Linked DNA regions of Mus musculus: regions 1 and 3 are each linked to region 2. Evidence: chromatin contacts called from public Hi-C and HiChIP or PLAC-seq data. All regions are on one chromosome and are shown on one strand. The core of a region is the stretch at or near the end of the contact, and the rest is flanking DNA. Distances in the headings are between cores, read along the strand shown. Region 1 overlaps Enthd1 (ENTH domain containing 1). Region 2 holds the start of Rps19bp1 (ribosomal protein S19 binding protein 1). Region 3 overlaps Grap2 (GRB2-related adaptor protein 2).

Region 1 (3,825 bases), core at 1,237-3,736, 270 kb after region 2:
TGTCCCGACCAGTACCTCATCCTGCAGCCTGAGCCTCTTCCCAGTACCACAGAAACTCAGGCAGCTGTTGCTTCCATGCAGGCTCCCCGACTTATCCGTCCTCTCCTCAGACACCGCTTCCTCCTCAGAGCTGCATTTCTCTGAAGAAGCCCCACCTCATCCATCAGTTTATCCCCCCTCCTTTGTGTCTCCCCCTGGCATCTGCCCCTGCCCACTGTCACCTGTGTGTTCCCTTGTTGTTTGCTTCCTCTCTGGGAATATAAACCCCATGAGAGGAGTCTTACTCCAGACACTGATGGCACATAACATATATTCAATAAATATTTACTAAGTGAATGAATTAAGAAAGAAACATTATCAAAAAGTTTCAAATGTTCTCCTGGCTATGGTGTAAATGAAGCAGATTGCTGAAAGATGCTGGGAGCCAATTTACAACTTAGCTGCCTGAGAAAGTTGCTTGGCTTAAAATAGCCTCCTGCAATACCCCCAATTAGAAACTAGAAATCATGGGCTGGAATTGGAACATTTTACTTAGAATCTGTGGGGACTGGTGGGGTGCAGGAGAAGCTCACTCGCTCCAAGTGGCAAGCAGGCACAGCAAGCAGAAAGATGGTTGCCCTGGTGGGAGCCTCCTCCCTAAAGCATCCGACTCCCACAAGGGAACAGAGCAGCTTCAGGAAGGCCAGGCCACTGCATTCTGCCCCAAAGAGGAGTGGGCATCTCATTTCACTCTGCCTAATTCCCTGAGCTACCATTCTGTGCCCTCTGTACCAGTCAGGGTTCCTCTAAAGCCCCATATCAAGAAGTAAGAAAAGTCAAGAAGAGCCCCTAAGTCTGTTTCAAGGAGGAGATAAACAACAAAAGCATCCATTCACTTCTATGCTTCTGAAAAGACCCGAAGGAAGACACAGCATAAAACCCTTACAGCACAGGAAGGACAACAGCTTCCTGTCTGAAAGAAGAAAGGAATGGGGCAAGATTAGAAAACACAGATTCTCTGAACTGCGTCTCACTCCAGTCTGAGGGCTCCCTCTCCTTCCTCTAAACTGAAGGAATCCAGGATGGCTGACTGGCATGGTTTGAAGCAGTCACGTGCACTGTTATGGCAGAGGGTGGGGGCTACAATACACAACCTCCAGTGGCAAAGCACAGCATGAGACTTCGAGGTGGCTTGGCAGCTAAGGGTACTAGTGACTCTTGCAGAGGCCCCAGGTTCAGTTCCCAGCACCCACGTGGTGGCTCACAGCCATGATTCCCTCCAGCTCCAGGGGATCCAGCTCTCTTCTCTGGCTTCTGTGAGCACCAGGCATGCACGTGATGCACATATATCATGCAGGCAAAACACCCACACACATACAGTAAAGATAATAAATATTTTTAAGAGAGAATCACAAAGTGTGACAAAAATATTAATAAAAACACATAAAAATTAATAAAGACGTAGAATGGGAGCAAGATCAATATGTGGTAAGTTATTTCTCCACCGGTGAAATGAGCCAATCCAAGCCAGATCAGAGTACATTAAATGCAGGCTTATGGGAAGCTGCTCTGGGGAGGGCAAGGAAGGAGAGAGGGGAGGGGAAGAGAAAAAGATAAAGTGCCCATGCAGAGAAAAGGAAAGGGGGAAGAAGAGGAGGAAGAGAGGAAGAAACCAAAATGTCCGGGTTACATAGCCTCTGGGGGAAGGGCAGCTCAGCCCCTGGACTGGAAAGTTCAGGGTTGGGGGTGGACTATGCTAGGTAGGGACTGAGGGATGCTGGGAAAACCTGGAGGCCAGGTCTGCTCTGATGTGTAAAAGGTGCACCTCAGCCCCTTGTCCTGGGTCTGAAACCTAACAAGAAAGAAGGAGGGCCAAGCAGAAGGCCAACCTGGGCCCTCTCAAACACAAGGTAAGAGACTGGAGATGAGCACCACTAGAGCAGCTGTGCAAGAGACTGGTGTCCAAGCATAGCTGCTTCTGCAGCCATTGAATCATCCCTTGAGCAGCTGAGAGCAAGAGAGAGTTCTGAGCACTGAGGACACAGCAAGGAAAGGGGACAAGTGCATGTATGCACTGGGTGAGTCACCCAGCAAGTATTAACAGGGTGATTTCAAGCCAAAATGAGTTTTCCAAAGAAAGTACGGAAGGGTGACATGCTGGACATGAATGTGGGGTGCAGTCACATAAGTCTTAGTGAGGAGGGTACACAGCCCTGGCCACTTAGAGACGTGACACGGTTTGAAGCTGCCCACTTGATAGATGGCTTTTCCTCCAACATCCACAAAGGAGAGGACTCTACTTGCTTGTCCCCAGGACATTCAGCAGTGTGTGAAATGGAGACACATGGCAAGGAACGTTTCCCAAATGCTGGAGAAGGAGAGACTCAGAGGTTCTGGGCATTAATGTCTGTTATAGAAGAATATGTGTGCTAAGAGATATGCCTGTCTTCAATAACACTCAAGATATGTTAACAGTCTGCCTGCCTCCCTCTTGAACAGTCCTACCCACATCCTCTCTTCTAACTGCATTCCTGTTGCAGTGAATTTTACTTCCATTCTACATGGGCAATATGAACATACAATGCCCCTCCCCCATTCATATATCAGGTCTACCAACCAAACCCACCAACTCTATCCTTCCTCTCCATCTCCCTCAGTTCAGATCGTGTGTTGCCTATAGTAAGTAGCGTGTTATCTACCTATTAATCTTCCCTCCAATCTACCTTCTAAGAGGCCTAAAGAGGGCAGGGACAGGAAGAGAGAAGCTGCTACATCAGTGATTCTCAACCTTCCTAAAGCTGTGACCCTTCAATGCAGTTGCTAATGCTGTAGTAGCCCCCAATCATGAGATCACTTGGTTGCCACTTTATAACTATAAATTTGCTATTGTTAGGAACCACAATGTGAATGTCTGATATGTGACCCCCAAAAGAATCCCAACCCACAGGCACTGAACTAAAGTCTCTGACCAAGTTATTTCTATTAAAAAAAAAAATCCTCTTTCAGTCAGGGGCTGAAAGGGTGTCTCGTGGAGCCCCTGCCTAGGATCCTCAAGGTCCTGACTTCCGTCCACAGCACTACAAAAACAGACAAGACAAAACCCCATCCGTTGTGTTGGCACAGTAAAGCTATGCTTCAAAGCACTGCTCTGCTCCACACACCTGGTAGTTCTGAGGCACTGCCAGCCTCAAAAACAAGATTAAAAAAAAAAAAAAAAACTCCACAGAGAAATACAAAGGAGAAAGTCACATGTGTGGCTCAAGCCACAGGGCTGCTGAGCTCTCTTGATCTGGTGTCGAGGACCTGAACCACTTAGGTGTCAGAGATCACCCTTTGGGGTGAGGGTCTGCACTCACTGCTCTCTGGGATAGATCTACTGAGAGCTACTTATATGGACCTAGAAGCAGGCACAACACAGTCTTACCACATGGAACTAGGTGAAGTCGCCTGTTGGCCCTAGCCTGGGTCTGTAACGACAAGGCTCAGACTCCAGGCCACTTTGGGAAGGCTGTACTGCAGCCCAGCAGTGAACAGAGTAAATACAACTGAGCAACAGCATGAAGGCCAAGTGGGCATGTGAAGTTGTGGGAAGACCCTCTCCGTCCATGAGTCTGAAGCTGTCACTCTAACCCACACTACACAGTCAGTAAGTCTAGTCCCACTCCAATGAAATGTATCTAGAGGATCTTCTTCTACAGAATCAATATTCTGTAGGATTTTAAATTTTTCTTCAAAAGATTTAAAAATAAACTATTGGGAAGTTACCACAGGGCAGGAGAGAGGGTTCAGAAGGTAGAGTGCTTCTTGCCCAAGTCTGACACCTAAGTTTGATCCCTGGGACCCACA
Region 2 (4,001 bases), core at 156-2,655:
GGGGGAGAGATCTGCTCATCTCACAGGGCTGCCGTGAGGGTCAAACGAGTTAGTTAGTTTAGAAGGGTAAACTGTTGACTGAGTGCTTCATTTCATAAATGTGTGTGTGTTGCGTGCCTTAGTGTATGTATGTGCACCCCAAGTGAGCGTCTGTGGAATCAGAAGAGGGTATCTAATCCCCAGACCTGGAGTTACAGTGGGCTGTGAGCAGCTTTGTGGGCTTCTGGGGGGCTCCAGGTCCTCTGGAAGAGCAAGCAGCAAGTGCTCTTAACCAGTGAGCCAGCCCTCTATCCCTGATGGGTCCTCCATCTTGCCTCTTGCTCATCTTACCCGTTAGCCTTCTTCCAAATTCTCAAGCCTTTCTGGCTAAAACCTTCTCAGATGCCTTAACGTTGCTTCCACCTTGGCTTGTTAGTTTGATTCTTCCTCGGAGCACTGCAGAGCCTTTCACCTCACAAGCCTCACTCACTTGGCAAAACCCTGCTTGTTAGTTTTGAGACTCTCTGATGGCTGGTCTACAGAGTAAGCGTGTGGCGCACGCCTTTAATCCTAGCACTTGGGAGGCAGAGGCAGGTAGATTTCTGAGTTCGAGGCCAGCCTGGTCTACAGAGTAAGTTCCAGGACAGCCAGGGCTATACTGAGAAACTCTGTATCAAAAAGCCAAATAAATAAATAAATAAATAATTAAGAGAGACTCTCTGATGTTTCTCTCCCCACCACGGCTAGAGCTCACAAGCGCCTGGGTCTTGCGTTTCATCTGCCTTCACGATTAGGTCTTGCCCTGAACTCACCACGGAAAGACACAGAACTTCTGATTCTCCTGCCTCCACCTCTCAAGTGCAGGGATGACAGATGTGTGTCACCACTCCCAGGCTTTTCCCTCTTTCTCTCATCCTGTTAACTGCCACATAGCAGACAGCGGCAGACCTGGGAATTAGATTGCTTGGGTTCGAAACCTGTCCCCCACGATTTGAACATTCATTTTGCCTTTTCCTTGTGGAGTCTCGGGGAACGTTTGGAACTCCCGACTCGAAGGCGCTGCCCCCAATTCTAAGAAGCGCTCACAGTCTTTCTCAACTCACCTAGAGCGGACTTAGGCGCCTTTCCCTTCGCTGAGTTCCGCAGTTTCAGAGCCTGGGAGGCCTTGGCCCGCGCCCTCCGGGTCCGCTTCGCCGGAGTCCCGCTAGCCTGGACCTGGCCCGGGACCGCACGGGGAGCTACGGGGAAAGGCAGCGAAGGACCGAGTTGAAGGGCGCGCTCTCCCTCCCCACCCGCCCGGCTGGCTCTCCTACACAGCGCGACTGTCGCAGGACCTGCTCTCCTCACCCTCGGACGCCGCCAGAAGCTCCAAACCGCGCCGCACTAACGCCGCCGACATGTTTCCGAGCCCCGCCCACACGCGGCGAGCTACTTCCGCCCTGGCGGTGTTCGCTCCTCGGCAGAAACTGGAGCAGGAGCTCAGGGTTCCGCAGCGAGCGGAAGTGCTGCCTTAGAACGCAGGCTCAATGGCTTTCCTATAGCCCCGGAGGAGCGGGGAGCTAGGGGCGTGTCCAAAGCGCAGAAGCCACAGTTGTTCAATTTCTAAGCAACAGGTCTCTGGTGATCCAGGCTGTGTGGGCGGGCAGACTCGACTTCTAGCCTTACTGGTCAATTCTGTCCAGGGGCCAAGTGTGGAATAGACTGAGTTCCTGCAAAAGAAGTGATTCTTTCTACTTTCTTTTTAGACAAGGATACATCTAGCCTAGGCTGTCCTTGAACTCGATTGTAGCTGAGGATGACTTTGAACTCCTGATCCTTCTCTCTCTGCCGCCCAAGGGCCGGATTTACAGACCTAAGCCACTTTGCCGGGCTTAGACAGTTTTCATGACCTTCAAAGCATTACACCGGTCCCGTGCACTGTGAGAATCTGTGTGAGAATCAGTAAAGCCAAGGAGGTTAGGTGTCGTACTTTGTAGTCCCAATACTTGGGAGATTGAACAGAGATTGTTGCTCTGAGTTCCAGGCTAACTTGGGCTACATAGCAAGACTCTGTCTCAAACAAACAAACAAACAAACAAACAAACAAACCAAACCAAAACTAACAAAAGGAAAAAACCAAACAAAAGACCAAAAAAAAAAAAAAACCCCAACAAAGAAATAGATTTGCAAACATGCAAAATAAAGTGCTTTGTTTTGAAAAATACAGCTATTTGCTGCAAAATACTGTTTATGTTATTAAGCAATGAGTTGGTTGTCAGGCGAAACAGTAAATACTGCTGGGCACAGTGATACCAGAACACTTAGAATACCAGCACCTGGGAAGCCGAGGCAGGAGAGTGGCAAGTTTCAGGTCAGTTTATATCACATAGCTACACTCCAAATTCTAGACCAGTCTGGGTTACAGATTAATAAGAAGAGCTAGGATGTATTAATAGCTTGGCGGTAGAATGCTTGGATTTAATCCCTAGTATTGAAAAAAAAAAGGTCAGTTTTTAGTCTGATAGATCAATAAATATTACAATCAATATTACACATAGATGTAAATATTCTATCGATAAATATTACACATAAATGTTCTCTGGTTACATGAGTTCCCCCCCCCCCCTCTCAAGACAGGGTTTCTCTGTGCAGCCCTGACTGTCCTGGAACTCACTCTGTAGACCAGGCTGGCTTTGAACTCAGAAATCAGCCTGCCTCTGCCTCCCAAGTGCTGGGATTAAAAGCGTGTGCCACCACCACCTGGCTTCGTTTTTGTTTTTAATTTAAGTATACATATATTTATATATATTACACACACACACACACACACACACATATGGATTTTTGCCTGCATGTATGTCTGTGCACCATAGGTATACCCCATGCCTGTGGAGGCCAGAAGTAAGCATAATTACAGGCTGATGTGAGACGACCCCAAGTCTGCTGGAAGAGCATCTAGTGCTCTTGGTTATTTTGAGCCTTCTCTTCAGCCCTGAGTTTTTAAGAGTGAAAAGAGCGTATGACACCAAAAAGGTTGAGAACCTCTAGTCTAGAGGTTTCTTTTTCGTCACTTTCGTGTGTTTTTGCAGTGCTGATGATCAAATGCAGACTCTTGAGTGCCAAACAAGCTTTCTAACCTCCTAACCCAGAAGAAATTATTATTTTTTGGCAATGAGGAGAAACCCTGCCTGGTTTATTTCACTTGTGGAGACTCGTAACCAGCACCTGGTATGTGGGAGCCATGAAGCGCTAGCCGGTCTGTGAATGGGGAGTGAAAATGGACATCTGGACTCACTGGGCCAACAGATACTGAGGGGTTTGCGTACCTGATACTGTAGAATGTGGACACAAAGAAACAGTGATTCTCCCTGGACAACTCTCATTGTCAAATCTCTACTAAACTAGTCCAGAAGGGAGACACTTTTAATAACAAATGCTAACAAGAGTCAAGTTCCTGTTGTGTTTCACATGCATAAACTCCATTCACTGAGGTAGGTATATTGTCTGTCTAATATTTCTTGAGGAAGGAAATCAATTCCTGTGTGGCTGTCCACATTGCGACCATGTGATCATTAGGTGGCGCTGCAGGACAGCATTCTTTGGCTTCCTGCTCCACTACCTACAGTCAGAGTGGATGAATGGATGTGTGAGGTCCAGTGCTCCTGGATTGGCTCCCTGCTAGTTCAGTGATACAGCCTTCCCACTGGCAGCCAGATGATCCTCTCTGGATGGAGAAATTGAGGCAGAAGCAACAAGCTGGGCCTCCCAGGATAGAGGCTAGGTCTCTTTCCAGAAAAGTGTGCCCAGGCAGTTGGATGTAGGCATCTGGTATAGAGACTGCTGAGGGCCGTGTGACCCTAGGCAAATCCATTTCGAAGAGCACCTTGGTTTCCCCGTTTGTTAAATAGACCTCGGAAGTCGTTTCCTTACAGTTCAGCCACCTGGGATCAATGAAGCAATACTCCTGAAGCACCTTCAAGGAAAGGGGTACTGCCTGGAACATTGCAGACATAGCCCGTGCTGGCATTCTGCATCCTCCTACT
Region 3 (3,595 bases), core at 1,025-3,524, 350 kb after region 2:
TCAGCCTTTCTCCCATCATTTCTGTTGTTGCCCTAAAGCACAGGATTGCTGGGTCAGAAGTCAGCTTGACAGCCCAGTGGGGCTGTCAGGGACCTCTCTCTAGTAGGGCCGGTGATATCTTGGCATTTTGATGCTGTTGTTTCGAGGTTTGCATGGTGTTGTTTTAATAAAACAACAGGAGAATTTTTAAAACATACATTCTAAATATAGCCATGGTAAGTGACTAGTGTTTAAAAGAGAGCGTGAACTTGAAAACCCTTGAATGTGTTGCAGGGGGTGGGCGGGAGAGAGGGGGAGGGGAGAAGGCGGAGGGAGGAGGAAGTGGGGGGGCTGCAGTTTGTGTGAAGTGACACACGGTTCCCATTTCTAAAATTGCCTTTGAGCCCACGATTGCCCACTCTGAGGTCAGCCAGTTTATTGCAGTCATTGCCTCTTTGACCAAGAAGTAATGGGCTTGAATTTCCATGGTATGTGGGAATTGCTGCTGTCAATTTCTTAGCTGACAGCCAGCCACCCAGGAAGGTTCAGTAGGCCTAAGCTAGTTAGCAATTATCCTGACCTGGTGGGAGGAAGGCCCATGATTTTGCTAGTACCAATGGAGGCCAAGAAACCAAGCAGAGCAAGCACATAGCCTTAGGAAACATCAGACACTCACTCTCATATCTTGCTTCTTTCTCCCATGTCCAGTCACCAATAACAGCAATAAATGCTGAGCTCTAGAGGTAGCCCAATGGTAGAGAGCTTGCCTAGCGTGCCTGTGAAGCAGTAGGTTCGATTCCCAGTTCTGCTCCACCCCCAAAATTACAATGAGTGCCCACTGGTAAAACCCTTGCCACATCCTAGATCACAAGCACGCAAGGGCCGCTTGGTCTTGGCGGGTTCTTGTCTCTAGGCGTTGGTGAAACTTGGGTGGTATGTTCCCTCCCCCAGCTGCCCCCCAGCTTCCTGTTCTAAGCCAGCCACACCATGATCTCGCCCTGGGTGTTTGGGCAGAGTGTAGAAGCCAAATCAGTTTCCTCCTTTCTCCTTGGCAAGTCAACCTTCTCCTCCTACCTAGTGAGTGGTCTCCATCCCACGCCACGGCTATATCTTTGGCTAACACCACAGCCAAGGCTCATGGCCAGGAGAAAGAAGTTAGCACCTGCCCAGGGGAAGTGAGGGGAGATGGAGGCTTCAAACGAGAAAAAAGGAGCATATGCTTGGTGGATTTACACTTTTAAAAGCAGTTTTGACATTTGTTTTTCTCTACAAGAAATGTTGGTAGAATACTCCGATGCCAAAACGCTTTGGGGAAAAGACACTATGAAGGCAAATGCCAGAGCTGAACGGGGCTTTCTGCACTCGCTTTCCCTGGGAGGTGGCAAGTGAGGACGTCATCTGAATTCTCAGAGGGGAAACTGAGGCATAGAGAACTAAGAGTCCTCAGCTGCCCAAGTAAGCAACAGGGGTTTAAAGGCAGGTTTGCCCCGCCCCTCCCCTCCCCGACCTCACCCCACCCCTCCTCTGTGAGCTTCCCTTCTTCTGAGGCAGCCTCGCCTGACAGTTTGACAGGTTAAAAAAAAAAAAAAGGGGGTGGGGTGGGGGTGGGAGTTGTCTGAGTTTAATAGAACATGTGTGTTAGGGTTAAGGGAAAAAAAAGCAAAAGGGTATTTTTCTTCGATAAAGTTTGGGGGTGAATGACACAATATGTTATAAGCACAAAAAAAAAAAATAGTTGATTATATAAGCCAGGCAGAGGGGATTACAGAGAGGGCGTGTGATGAGAGCTGGGGATGAAACTGAGGTATAGGCAGAGGGGAGGGGGCCTGCCTGAGGACAGCGTCCTCACACCTCTCTTCCTTTCCACTTCCTCTCTTCCCACTCCTTCCTACAAAACCAAAAAAAAAAAAAAAAAAAAAAAAAAATCTTGCGAAGGAAAAAGAGGGAATTAAAAGAAAGAGAGAAATAATGCAGGAGCCCTTAGAGGAATGCAGTCGCCATAATCACGGTGACAGGACCTGCTTAAGGGCTCCCCACCCCCACCCCCACTCCACCACGTGTACGTTTGTCTGTGTGTCTGAAAAACATCCTGCTTATATGCTTCCCACAACCTGAACACCAAGTGCCTTCCAACCCACAGAGAAGCTTCCCACTTGGAAATCAGGAAAGCAGAAGAGACAGATCCCGGGGTTGGCAGAAATCTCCAGGAGGGGCCTGGTAGGTAATAGGGCCTCGCGCAATGTAGTGGTAAAGCCTGGAATGACCTGCCCCACCCCCACCCACCCCGCAGGCACGTCACGGTGATGACGGACAGAGCCTCAGGCTTCTCCAGATGAGGAGGAGAAAGTATGATCCTCCCTGCCTGCCCGCTCAGCCACCTTGCTGCCAAACCAGCTGCCCCTTTGTCTCCTGTCATTAGAGACAGCTCTGTTGGTGGCTTCCCGCAGAAGAGAAGCAGCAAGAAGATGAACTGTTATTTGGGGAACACACCTGCGCACAGGACAGAAATGGATGGGAGTAGGGGGTGGGGCCCCGGAGGCTTCTAATCAAAAGCCACTTCCTCTGGGTCTCCAAGCCCAGTCCTGACGGGGGATTTGTGCTCCCCTGGGGCATAGGAGTGAGAAAATAAAGAGGGCAGGAGAAAAATAAGAAATGCCCTGTACGCCCATGGTCACTTTGGAGGGGATGGAGATCTCCGCGTCCTGGATAGAAGTGATTTGGGTGGGATGTGCTTCGCTAGTCTTGCTTTCTTCCGTGGCAGCGGAATCAGAGCTGTGCATCTATTTTCTGGAGGGAGATCACTTGTCTCCACTGAGAAGGCTGTTTATTCTCCTAAAAGATCCTAAACCAAAAAAGGAAGTGATGGAGTCTCTCATTTAAGTGGACCAATATCTAGAGGAATCCCTGGCTACAGATCAATGAAGAGAGTCCTGAGAGCCACCCCTGGATGCAGGGCCACCTGCAGCAGTGATCTGGGGCAAAAGCAGAATAGCAAGGGTCCATCCGTGCATGAACTGGTTAGAGCTGCCCGGTTCTACACTCTCTGGCCTTAGATTCAAATCTTTGAAGAAACAGAGGTGGATTCTTGCTAGGAAGGAATTCGCAGGTCACTGCTTTAAAGGCTCAGAGGATCCGTTAGCGACAATTCAGGACGACACAGTAAGGGGATGTGTCTGACTTCTTAGACATTTGGCAGGCAGGTTAACATTTCAGTTCTTCAAGAGCCCAACGTGTAGAGAAGCCAAGCCTCCTGCGTCCCACATAAATTGGTTTGCGCCTCTGGTAGAACATTTAAACAGAAGCTGACAGGGAGCTGAAGGGTCATTGTCCATCCAGTGATTACAGATTTTTCAGGCGCCATTTACCTATGCCTTTTTGTCCTCCCCTGCTAAGCTAAATGCCCACTAAGGCAGAATGATCCCAGCCATGGCTACAGCAGTCAGGGCAAGGAAATGCACACACTAGGAACTTGAGAGATGGCTTAGTGGAGAAGGTGCTTGCAGAGAGGACCAGAGTTTGAATCCCTGAACCCACTTAAAAGCCAGTCAGGCATCGTTGCTGCCTGTGTTCCTAGGAAGTAAGAGAGAGGTGCTCCACTGAGGCAGGCTTGTGGGCC

Evidence for each region. A called contact is a pair of places that touch in the nucleus more often than the background predicts. HiChIP or PLAC-seq counts read pairs in DNA pulled down with a chosen protein or histone mark.
Region 1: an H3K27ac HiChIP or PLAC-seq map of T-cell acute lymphoblastic leukemia shows a contact between it and region 2, with 2.5 times the contacts expected there. The contact joins the enhancer-like site here to the promoter of Rps19bp1 in region 2. A contact is called at or near these places in 5 of 39 promoter capture datasets (the C10 cell line, embryonic stem cells, hippocampal neurons and 2 more), 4 of 484 Hi-C or Micro-C datasets (bone marrow-derived macrophages, cerebral cortex and nephron progenitors), 16 of 115 datasets of contacts at active chromatin or transcription factors (the 230-238 cell line, DN3 thymocytes, the SCID.adh cell line and 10 more) and 3 of 9 other capture datasets (embryonic stem cells, macrophages and pancreatic islet).
Region 3: a contact with region 2 is called in a Hi-C map of B cells, with 41 read pairs. The contact joins the enhancer-like site here to the promoter of Rps19bp1 in region 2. A contact is called at or near these places in 8 of 39 promoter capture datasets (3T3-L1-derived adipocytes, the C10 cell line, HPC-7-derived erythroid cells and 4 more), 4 of 15 datasets of contacts at CTCF or cohesin (the NIH/3T3 cell line, large pre-B cells and pro-B cells), 48 of 484 Hi-C or Micro-C datasets (the 63-12 cell line, the AML12 cell line, B cells and 35 more), 24 of 115 datasets of contacts at active chromatin or transcription factors (the 230-238 cell line, the HPC-7 cell line, the NIH/3T3 cell line and 16 more) and 3 of 9 other capture datasets (embryonic stem cells, macrophages and pancreatic islet).

Annotation. Positions count from the first base shown.
Region 1 is chr15:80,535,700-80,539,524 of GRCm38.p6, forward strand. All of the region lies in intron 1 of Enthd1 (ENTH domain containing 1), which reads right to left. Among named protein-coding and RNA genes, the nearest start is that of Enthd1, 23 kb to the right of the region's middle. Within about 2 kb of position 2,487, at least 47 of the 459 cell types and tissues checked have an H3K27ac peak or open chromatin away from gene starts, as enhancers often do. A contact at or near this core is called in the 230-238 cell line, DN3 thymocytes, the SCID.adh cell line and 4 more, where this site is marked.
Region 2 is chr15:80,262,901-80,266,901 of GRCm38.p6, forward strand. It overlaps Rps19bp1 (ribosomal protein S19 binding protein 1), which reads right to left and starts at 1,406. Exons shown (of 4, transcript NM_175109.3): 1 at 1,327-1,406; 2 at 1,083-1,217. The coding sequence starts at 1,378.
Region 3 is chr15:80,613,752-80,617,346 of GRCm38.p6, forward strand. The region is part of intron 1 of Grap2 (GRB2-related adaptor protein 2); the gene reads left to right. Among named protein-coding and RNA genes, the nearest start is that of Mir6957, 31 kb to the right of the region's middle. Within about 2 kb of position 2,275, at least 48 of the 459 cell types and tissues checked have an H3K27ac peak or open chromatin away from gene starts, as enhancers often do. A contact at or near this core is called in the 230-238 cell line, the 63-12 cell line, B cells and 11 more, where this site is marked.